Linked DNA regions of Pungitius pungitius: region 1 is linked to region 2. Evidence: chromatin contacts called from public Hi-C data. All regions are on one chromosome and are shown on one strand. The core of a region is the stretch at or near the end of the contact, and the rest is flanking DNA. Distances in the headings are between cores, read along the strand shown.

What was found. Hi-C and Micro-C count contacts between places; a contact is called where the count stands out from the background.
Region 1: a Hi-C map of muscle shows a contact between it and region 2, with 4 times the contacts expected there. The contact joins the promoter of si:ch211-161c3.6 here to the promoter of hyal1 in region 2. A contact is called at or near these places in 2 of 2 Hi-C or Micro-C datasets (both in muscle).

Annotation. Positions count from the first base shown.
Region 1 is chr8:20,957,936-20,963,186 of fPunPun2.1, reverse strand. It overlaps si:ch211-161c3.6 (high mobility group AT-hook 2b), which reads right to left and starts at 2,482. Exons shown (of 6, transcript XM_037448568.2): 1 at 2,342-2,482; 2 at 430-599; 3 at 160-243. The coding sequence starts at 534. It overlaps mst1 (macrophage stimulating 1), which reads right to left. Exons shown (of 18, transcript XM_037490271.2): 18 at 4,469-5,251.
Region 2 is chr8:20,796,632-20,801,727 of fPunPun2.1, reverse strand. hyal1 (hyaluronidase 1) reads right to left here and starts at 2,353. Exons shown (of 4, transcript XM_037448239.2): 1 at 2,254-2,353; 2 at 500-1,410; 3 at 293-382; 4 at 1-55. The coding sequence starts at 1,408. hyal2a (hyaluronidase 2a) reads right to left here. Exons shown (of 4, transcript XM_037448482.2): 4 at 3,524-4,605. The coding sequence ends at 4,207.

The DNA.
Region 1 (5,251 bases), core at 1,233-3,732, 160 kb before region 2:
TGTTATTCACATGTAGACAAATGCTGTCTCTGATTGAGATAACGGTTGTTTTACCTAAATTGAGCAGCCACAGGTGTGATTGTTTTCTCTTAAACATTTGCAATGAATTCATCCTCTGAGACAAAACTCTTAAAAAGTCAGGGTTTTAACAGATTCGACCTTGAGTGCAGTCCTTGGGCCTTTGTTCTTGCTTCCTTTCGGTCGTCCTCTTGGTCGCTTTGGAGTCGGTGGTCCAACAGGCTCCTGCAAAGAGACATCCCATGCAGAGCCAAAACTACCCAGTGAAAAAAAACACCCCTCTCTTTGCATGAACAGTCAGGAGATTTAGACAAAGCAACAAATAGCTTTGGGTTTGTCAGAACTACTATCTTTAAATCCAGATACTATTGACGTTCCGAGAGAGAGAGACGATCAAGTCGGGAGTCCCACCTGCAGCTGTTTCCGCGGCCGACCCCTGCCCCGGCGCTGAGGCTCAGGAGGTGACTGAGCAGCGCTGGGCTCCGGAGACGGATCTTTGGTCCCACTGTCACTCATGCCTGCGTCTGTCCCCCTGCTTCAAAGAGTGTGGGCATCAAAGCCTGGAGAAGCAGCCTCGAGGGCTTCAAAAAGGAGGAGAAAGACCCGAGAGCGTCAGGAGCCGCAGACGCGAGCAAAGAAAAAAATCATCTTTGGACCATTTGGGATAAATGGTTGTTCTGTTTTTTTTTTTTCCTCTCCTCTTTTTGCACAATTACCGCAGTTTCAATCAGTGCTTAATATCACACAAGATCCTTTTCCAGAAGCGAGCGTGGGAACTGCTTATAAATAAGCCCTGGCACCAGGTTCATCCAAACGCAAACGGGGAGGGGGGGGGGGGGGCTGGCAGACGCAGGGAAACATGAGAGTGGTGTCCAGAGACTAAAAGTAGCACAGATATTCACAATTCAATCCACCATCCAAAATCTCCATCTGCTGTACCCAACGCTGCTTCTCCACCTGCCCTCTCTCAGCTGCTCATTGGGCGGTCTTCAGTAGTATCGTGATTAAACTCTGTTTAAATCGAGATATCGTGAAGCGCAAATACTTGATCTGAATCGATAACATCGAGCACAGGCGCAACTCGAGTGCATTATTTTTATCAGTGGCATTACACCACCGAAACTTTTGCTCTAATGCTCTTGATTAAAGGAAACAATACTTGATAGATTAGTATTTCGTTCACACAGATGAATCCAAACAGACGGTTTTCCCCATATGGATTATTCATGTAATAAATCAACAGCAAACATGCTACATACAGACGTTATTAACTAATGAAATATGTGATATTTTGGCCATTTCTCCCAGCCCATCAGCATAATCATTAATGCCACTTCTAAACAACGTTATAAAATATACACATTGAAGCTGTGGCTACTTCGGGGGGGGGGGGGGGGGGGGGGGGGGGAAGCAATATCATGTATTATTGACGTTTTATTGAAAGAGCTAAACCATAAATGTCAACTTTTAAACCAGGCTGTTGGTATTGCCCCGAGGTGGTCGCTCACCACAAACCCAGCGAGGAATGTGCCAAACACTAATTGCCAAAACAGCCTTTCGAGACGAAGAAGGAAGTCGGAGTCATTTGAGGAATCTACGTAAAAACCAAGCGAGACGCGCGACGTCGTTTTCGTTCGCTAAAAAAAAAAAAAAAACCTGACTCTGTGCAGCGGCCGGACGGTCCCGTGTTTGCCCCTCAAGGACCGGGACTCAATGTACTTTTTCGCATATGGGCGGCAATTGCGAGCATTAAAACACACACACACACACACACACACACACACACACACACACACACACACACACACACACACACACACACACGCACACACGCATTACTTCACAGTTTATACAGAAACAGCCTAAAGCGCTCCGGTGGCGAGTTCAGACCCCCCCCCCCCCCCGACCTCTGGGCTTGAGTAACACATGGCGTAAAAATACAAGAAAAACAAAACATAACAACCGCCGAGGCCATTGGCGTTTTAAAGCGTCGCCGCTCACTACACAACATCCCCTCGCTCCCATCACTGATTGCGCAATCGACGTGAAATGTGTGTGTGTGTGTGTGTGTTTGTTGCGCGGCGCTAACAGGTCCTCCGCGGCACACCGACCCGGGGGGAGCCGCTATCGCGTTAAACAAGTTAAACAAAGGCGAAGAACACAGGTGCAAAAGCTCTCCGCTGCAACCGGCCGTGAAACACACCCGCGCGCGCACGCACGCGCGCACACACAACGCACACACGACGCACGGTACGTGCATGCGTTCGGGCCGTGGGCTCTCCGCGGTGCCGCCGGTCGGTTTGGAGCGCGGGGCCGAACTTACCTTGAGACGGTCTGTAGTTTCACCTGGAAGTTCTCGACGTCAGCTCACCGTGTGCTCGCGCACAACTGTGAAAATATCAACGTATCGACAGTCTCATTGGTTGGATTCTCTCCCTCTCTCTCTCTCTCTCTCTCTCTCTGATCGGAAATGTGTGTGTGATCCCCCCCCCCCCCCCCCAGACGTCACGAATACCCCAGTTGCAGCATAATTGGGGGGTTGAAGCTGATCAGTATGCATTGCATACTTTCTCTATTAAAGCCTGTTTCGAGAGGGTAGGAGGGTTGAAGCGGAGGACCCCGCCCCGAAGAAAGCTCACCGGACCACCCACTTTAGAGAAGGAAAGGAGAGAGAGAGAGAGAGAGAGAGGGGGGGGGGGGGGGGGGGGAGGGAGAGACGGGTATCAAGCAGGAGGGTAGAGAGTCTGGTTCCGGGGTTCCCGAAGTGGGATCCGGGGGCCGGGAAGTTCCCCCACAGACGAGAGGAAAAAGGTTTTGTTGAAATTCTAGTAAGATCAGTCTGTCTAGACTGTTTCGGGCACCGCGTTTCATTCCACCCCCCCCCCCCCCCCCCACCACCCACAGTGTTAGAGATATCACTCCGTAAGTCATAACAAAGGACAGACGTATCAAATGGGGTTTTTAAAAAGAACGTGTGCAGGATGAGTGTTGGTTTTTCTGAGTAGTCACTCGTCTATTTCGTTTGATCATGCAGTAAAAGAACAGATGGCTCCACGGACTGTGTACACCTCTAATAGTTTATCTTCAGTTTTTAATAAATGAAATAAAAAATCTCATTGTCTCCGGGTGGAAATGTCGTTTTTTTTTTTTAATGAAATATACCCGTCGTAGTTTAAGTTGAATATTCTCATGAAAGTTGTTTTAGGGATAACTTTGTAAATTTGCACAAGGTGATAAAACAAACTGACGCGATTGAACCACGGTGAACACACATTCCAGGGGCAGCTGCATGGCGTCATGTCAGCTCAACATGAATATAAAGCCTTGAGTTACAAAGATGGAGCACAAGGCACCATTTGGCCTCAGTCGTTGAGATTGAATTATGTAATTCAAATATTCACTGAAATCTGCTTGCAGAAAAAACAATCACACTCATTTCTCATTTCACCAACTGAAGAAACTATTACCATAATCATATTCAGCTTTCCCAGAAGCTTTAATCTTTGATAGTTCGTGAGAATTTGCTGTCGTAGATGAATCTAATTCGTATTAATCACACGAAATGAAACCACCTCATTTCCACACGCTGTGTGTGCAGCAGGAGGATAATTGGCATTATTAGCTAAAGGGAACACATGCCTCACGCCAAAGATGAAATGTCAAAACCTCCTGATTTTTGAGACAAACTTTTTTTTCTTTCTTTCTTTCCGAAGCGACAGAAAACAAAGAATGGTGGAGCAGGCAGGGGGAGGGGGGGGTAGAACGGGCTTGAATGAGAGAGAGTTGTGTGTGTGTGTGTGTGTGTGAGTCCGGTGGCCCTCTGCAGGCTGGTGTCTGAGATTCGGTCCGACTCTGATCTTGAGGTTTATTTAAGCTGAATTCCGTGGGCTCATCAGGACCGGGTTACAGAAATCCTCCTATAGAACTCGAAAGAATGTGCAGCGCATACAGTTCTGCATAAGGCACAAAGGCATGTCTTTAGAGGTGGGGGGCAGGCATCAAAAGACACGCAGAGGAGGGATTTCTTTGGAGGCTGGGGGCAAAGAAGGTATTTTGGAGCTCCATTCAGTGCCAGGCAGAAGAGGGGGAGGCGTACAGTTTTGTGGTAAACGGTGCATTTCCAGGGGATGTTAGGAACCGAAAATGTGGGCTGTAAACCACCAACACCTCCCCTGTTCAGGGGACCCACCGATTCTCAGCTGTTGTCCTCTGAACCCGTGGGGCTACAAGTGGATGTTAGCCCTTCATACATTTTATTCCTCAGAGAATAAATAACTTTAACCCAGCACTGGTCCCAGCATTTGATAAATGGCTCGCGACGCGCTGAAAAGTTGTTTTAAGCAGTGTTTATTAATCTATTCGTCAGTGCATGTGTGTCGTCCTTTTGGCAAGCGTGAAGTGGAGGCTGGTGCAGAGATAATGAATGATTAAATAGTAAAAACATAATGTAACAATTTAAAACGAATGGGAGAAGTTACAATCAGAGCAGTGCTACACCCGAACAATTAACAATTACATTTATTTGTATCCTCTAACAACTCATTTATATTTAAATATATACATCACTAACACATGCTAAACAAAAGATTTGTAGAATTTTACTGAACTGTATTTATATGGTAAATCTTCTCTTGGTTGTTTTGCACCAGTACAAAACAGTGTTTTTGGGGAATAAAGATGTTCTCTGTTTATTGTTTAAATGCTCTGACTGATGCATCGAAACTGGAAGCTGTGAAGATGAACTAACTGTAAATTCCACGGATCACCCTGGACCGGGTTGCCTGTCAATCACAGGGGCTGACATAGAAACAACCGTCCATTCACACGCCTACGGGTCAATAATTAACCCAACCCGCGTGTCCTTTGGACTGTGGCAGAAAGCCAGAGTACCCGGAGAGAGCCCACGCTCGGGGAGAACATGCAAAGGCCCATCCCAGGACCTTCTCGCTGTGGGGGCGACAGTGCTGACCTTCACGCCCAAATGAATGCAAAGGCAGGTAGAGATTGATCGAAAGCAGATCACATAATCGCTGTGCTGTCTCTGCATTTTCACCACAACTGAATGAAAACTGTGCACTTCATGTTTTAACTAATCAAATCTGACTGTGCAGCTGAATGTATATTCACATTTTTTAAATTTTTTTAAAGCGACATCTGAGGAAGAAAAAGAAAAAATGCATATGGTCAAGTAAAAAAACTGGTGTTTAGGGTCGAGCAGATCTGATCAGTTCCT
Region 2 (5,096 bases), core at 1,104-3,603:
CCAGGTAACGACCCAGCGTGTTGTCAATGTAGGATTTGATGGTTTCACAAACGGTCTAAAAAGGAAGGAAATGCGCGAAAGTCACCAAATATGCATTTACAAGACAACAAGTCACACACATATGGATGATGTCAGCAATGTTTACTGTCCTATCTCTGAAAAGGAGATGAAGAGAAATATACATAACCATGAACTAAAAAGGCGGAGTCAGGTGTTGAAACACTGCGTGCGCGATCACCTTGACAACCATCCGAATCCATTGCGGCAACGGGTCAATAAACTGTGGGCCTACCCGAGACTTGGAGAAGGCATTGTCGCCCCAAAGCACCACCCCGGCAGATCCCAGAGCGGCGCTCTCTCCCACGGTGTAGACCAGGTGCTCCTGAGGGGGGGGGGGGGGGGGGGGGGGAACAAAACCCAGAGAACACGGCACGACCGTTCAGACCAAAATCGCGAGTTTCAACAAAAAAATAAAAAATAAAAAACTCCTGCCACTTGCCTGGGAGAGGAAATCGAGCGTGTACGTGTAGACGACGCGAGCGTAGGGGAACACGGGCGGCGCCGTCGGAGTCCGCCGGTCTCCCGCCCTCATGGCCTCCATGACGCGGTGGCGGCTGTGGAGGAGCACTTCCCTGCCCAGGCGGCGCAGCTCGAGGCCCAGGTAGATGCTGGGGTAAAGCGCGGAGGAGGCGTTCCACAGCCACAGCAGCCTGTCGTTCCTCGCCATCTCCGCGGCGGGACACTCCCCCGTGTAGTTTGTGCTCTTGTTGCTGTAGTTGTTGTAGCAGTCGGGGAAACCGTAGAAACCCCACAGCCCCCTGGGTCTCTCCTGCTGCCCGAGCGCCAGCGTTTGCTCCATGAACGCCCCGCCGGCTCGCTCGAAGTCGGCCCGAGCGGCGGCCTCGAGCCGCGCAGGGCTCCAGTCCGGGTGCACGGATCTCGCCAGGTCTACCGATTTCAGCTGGTACACGCGCTTACTGTCCCAGTTTCTCTCCCACAGAGGTCTCCAGCTCTCCCAGTCCACCACAGCCAGACCCTGAAAATCCCTGTCGGGGATCCAGGTGCGAATGTTGTCAGAGGCCACGGCGAGGTGTTTGTCGAGGCTGGCGTTCTGCGGCAGGCCGCCGTTGATGGGCACCGCGTCGCTGGTGTAGCTGGGATACAGACCAAGCTTCTCGGAGTAAAAGATGGTTATGTTTTCGCCCATGAAGGTCTGGTTCTCGTTCTGGACGATGCTGAACGTCCCCAAGTCGAGGTCCACGCCATATCGAGACAGACAGCTGGCGGTGGGAGCGTTCCACGCGGTGATGAAAGGCACCTGGGAAAAATTTGACGTCGCAAACTGCAGCCCGGAAACAATGAGGATCAAGTTTAAGAAAAGCGGCGCCTCGTTATGAAAGGACCCCATCCCTGTGAAAAAGGGAAACAGCATTGACTTTAAAGAAAGTGTTACTTAAGCTTACCAGTTGACTCGCATGTAGGTTATTACACATTGTTGTTGTTGTTACACATTTGATATTAACAGCTTTGATTGAACAATTAAACATCCAATGATGGCAACGATGTCATCTGTTGTCAAATCATCACAAACAGGATATTTAACGTTTGCAGACATGTTGACTTTACTTCAAAGCAGGAATATATATTCAGAAGATAAACATGCTCAAACAGGGGGGGGGTGGGCTCTGGGCGAAACCCTGGTGCAGTAGACCTCGCATGTAGATTATCATCTTTGGCACCACAACAATATAAACATCGAGCATCACGTACCTCTGTACCAAAGTGTTTTTCCAACATCATCGCAAAACTTTTAGAGCAGCATCATAACCGTGTCACTTTAATAGTCTATTTATTTAGCTTTTTTTTTTTAAAGCCAAGAGCAGAAATTGACAATAACAAATGCTGTGTGCTTTAACTGCCCCCGATGATGATGATGATAATATACCAAACATAACTAATGGCTGTGTGATGTGAATGAAGCTAAAATCACTTTTCCATATGTCTCTGCTGTGAATTGAGAGAGAAGAAAAGAAGTGTACTGACATCACTGAAAATAGAAGTCAACTGTGTTGAGAAATATTGGCAGGATATTGCGACACTGTTAACTCGTTTTTCAAAGTTGTATTGCAACTGATGATTGCAAGATAAAAACTCAAAGCAAATTCGTTTTTTTTTCATCTGTGAAAGTCACAAAAACGCAATAATGTAGTGTGACACAATGCTTTAGGACTGAATAGACAAACGTGAACTTACCTATTTACAAACTGGATGAGGATTTCGCTTTCCAAGCGCACTTTGTGGTCTGGAAGCGACAGAAAACCAACCGGCAGTCTCATGATCTTAAGGAAACACACATGGACGTGGGGGGGGGGGAAAAACAGAAGTCATTACGTTGAACTAACCAATCAGAAGCAAGTGACTGTTTTCTAACAACCAATCCGAGGCGAGTGGCTGTTTTCTAACAACCAATCCGAGGCGAGTGGCTGTTTTCTAACAACCAATCCGAGGCAAGTGACTTTTTTCTAACAACCAATCCGAGGCAAGTGACTGCTTTCTAACAACCAATCCGAGGCGAGTGACTGTTTTCTAACAACCAATCCGAGGCGAGTGACTGTTTTCTAACAACCAATCAAAGGTGTGGAAAGAATCCCTGACATCCAACTACATGAACTATGCAAATCGTTTTTAAAGGAGCAGATTTAAAGTCACAGGCTATTTACAAATCTGAACACACCGTTTTCAGTGTGTTTTACAAACGGTGTGTGTTTGTTTTCGTGTGTGTAGTAATAAGTCCCAATTACAAGCAGTTAACTGTGCAGACTTGACTGGGGAAGGCAATGCATTTCTACTCTAAATAGCTGTTAGCGAGCCGTAATGAACTCCTCCTGCCAATTTAAATGTGTGCCTTGCTGAACTCTTAAAAGTAGTAAAAATAACTCTTGGCTTAACAGCACCCTATAATTACAAGGGGAGGGGGCATGAGGCAGCAAGCCTGCAAGACGTGTCCCTCCCTGAAGACATGTCGGCTTTGCCTCTCTTAGCAGACAATGAAAATGTGCCTCCTCTTAATGGAAAACGAGATGTCCTCCCCCAGATGCTTGTCTTTTATTGACTGCAAACAGCAGAGCCAAAGCTCTGTTATCTTAAAAAAAAAAAAAATTGAATGAAAGGCTTGATTTTGAGATGCTAGCACCTGTCTGTCGCCGGGTCACCTGGGGCGAGGATTGCTCCCAGAATGAAAACTCTCTGAGCTCCACATCAGTAGAACAAGCTACCTGAACACTGGAGGTCTGATTTAAAGACTCTTAAAACATGGTTTACCGCAATTTCTCAATGAATTGGACACATGCTTTGCAGTGTTTCTTTACAGAAAGCAATTGTAGCCTAATTTTAAACTACTTATTGGCTCATTTTCTGTGTGTTTTCATTGCAGTGAAAATGCGGTTGTCAAAATGTCCTAGTGTGTAACACTTCATATTGTTATTTTGCGTATAAACAGCACTCTGCAATCACAATGGCCTTGCCTTCAAAATGTTGTTTTATCTCAAAAGAAATGACACATGGACATTAACAGTGACTTTTACTCACTTGGACAAAAGTCAATGTTTAGAAATCACCACAGAGAGGCGGTTATGTAAGAGCAATTGTGGAACATACAAAGTGTCAGTATTTGCTTTTTACATTGTGACATGAAATAGTTTCTGAAATACAGAAAGGACTGTTATGAAAAGAAAGCTAGTAGTCATGGTTTGGACACAAATATCATATAAAACACCCACAAATACATTCAAAATAAATAGTAACACAGCAATTGCCTCCAGAAAAACGTTCAGATCTCAGTGGACATGTTGAAAAAACATCAGGCACTTCAAATATATACTGTGATATTACTACATAAGTGCATCACTTCCACTTTTATCAGACATACATTTACTTGTTCCTCATACAAACCCCCCCCACACACAAAAACTTTTCCTTTCTATGAGAAACGCAGAATTTGACACCTTGTCAAACTGGACGAAAAGACACCGAGTAAACTAGGTCATTTCCAGCGAGCCCCGCGTTGTCTGAGAAAAAGTCCAACAGTGTTTCTCATACAATTTCCCGTTGTGTCATCCATGTCTTACAGCAATTGAAAGATTTTTTTTTTTTTTTTAAAAGGACACTCTTCCCTCCTTGACATTCCCACATGTCCACCTACGGCCCCTAACAGAGGAGCAGAGAGACGAGCAGCAGGGCCGCCGAGCACGGCGCCACTGGAGACGCCGCCGCCGCCGCCGCCCGCTGGTGCAGGGGGTCGGTCTGATCGCAGCGCTCTCCCTGGTAGCCGCCGTAGCACTGGCACCGGAACTGGCTCCGGAGACGCCCCTTCTCGTCCTCGCCGAGCTCGCCGACGACGACGACCGGCGGCTTGCCGCGCGGCGCCAGGATGCTGTGGCTGACGGGGCTCAGGTGCAGGTACGCGTCGCTGTCCTGGTTTCGGCGCAGGCAGCGGCCGCGGGAGGCGCACAGCGACCGGCTGCACAGCTCGGCCGCCGTGGAGACGTTGAGGAGGTACTGACCCAGCGCGCCCCGCAGATAAGAGTCCAGCTCGGAGCAGCTGTTCTGGAGAAGAAAGCAAAAACAAGCGCGTCACTCACTTGGGTCAACGTTCACAGCCTTGAAGACAAAAGCCGGCCTGGGTTTTTGTTCAAACGGCAGCTTTCTGTGTTAAAAGAAGCATCCAAGGCCCTCTTTCAGAAAGCAGGTCTGACCCAATCTGAGCCGTACCATGAACCAACCATGAGCTTTCACAGTGTGAATGACATGAGTGTGACCAACTCACGCTGACTTGAGTTCATAAAGGACCATTAAAAAAAGGCCGCCATTAGAAGTCACCATGGCATCAAGTAAACCAAAGAAAGTCCCTGCATTTTAATATGAGTGAATGTACGTGCGGCTTGTACACATTACTTACCAAGTTAACATTTTATTCAGTAGTCAGTGCATTAATTCAACATCTACCAGACTTGCATTTGCCTAATGGATAATTTTTTAGGCTGTAGCATAAATAAGATTTAATAGATTAGATTAAATAGTTGGAGATCAAATATTAG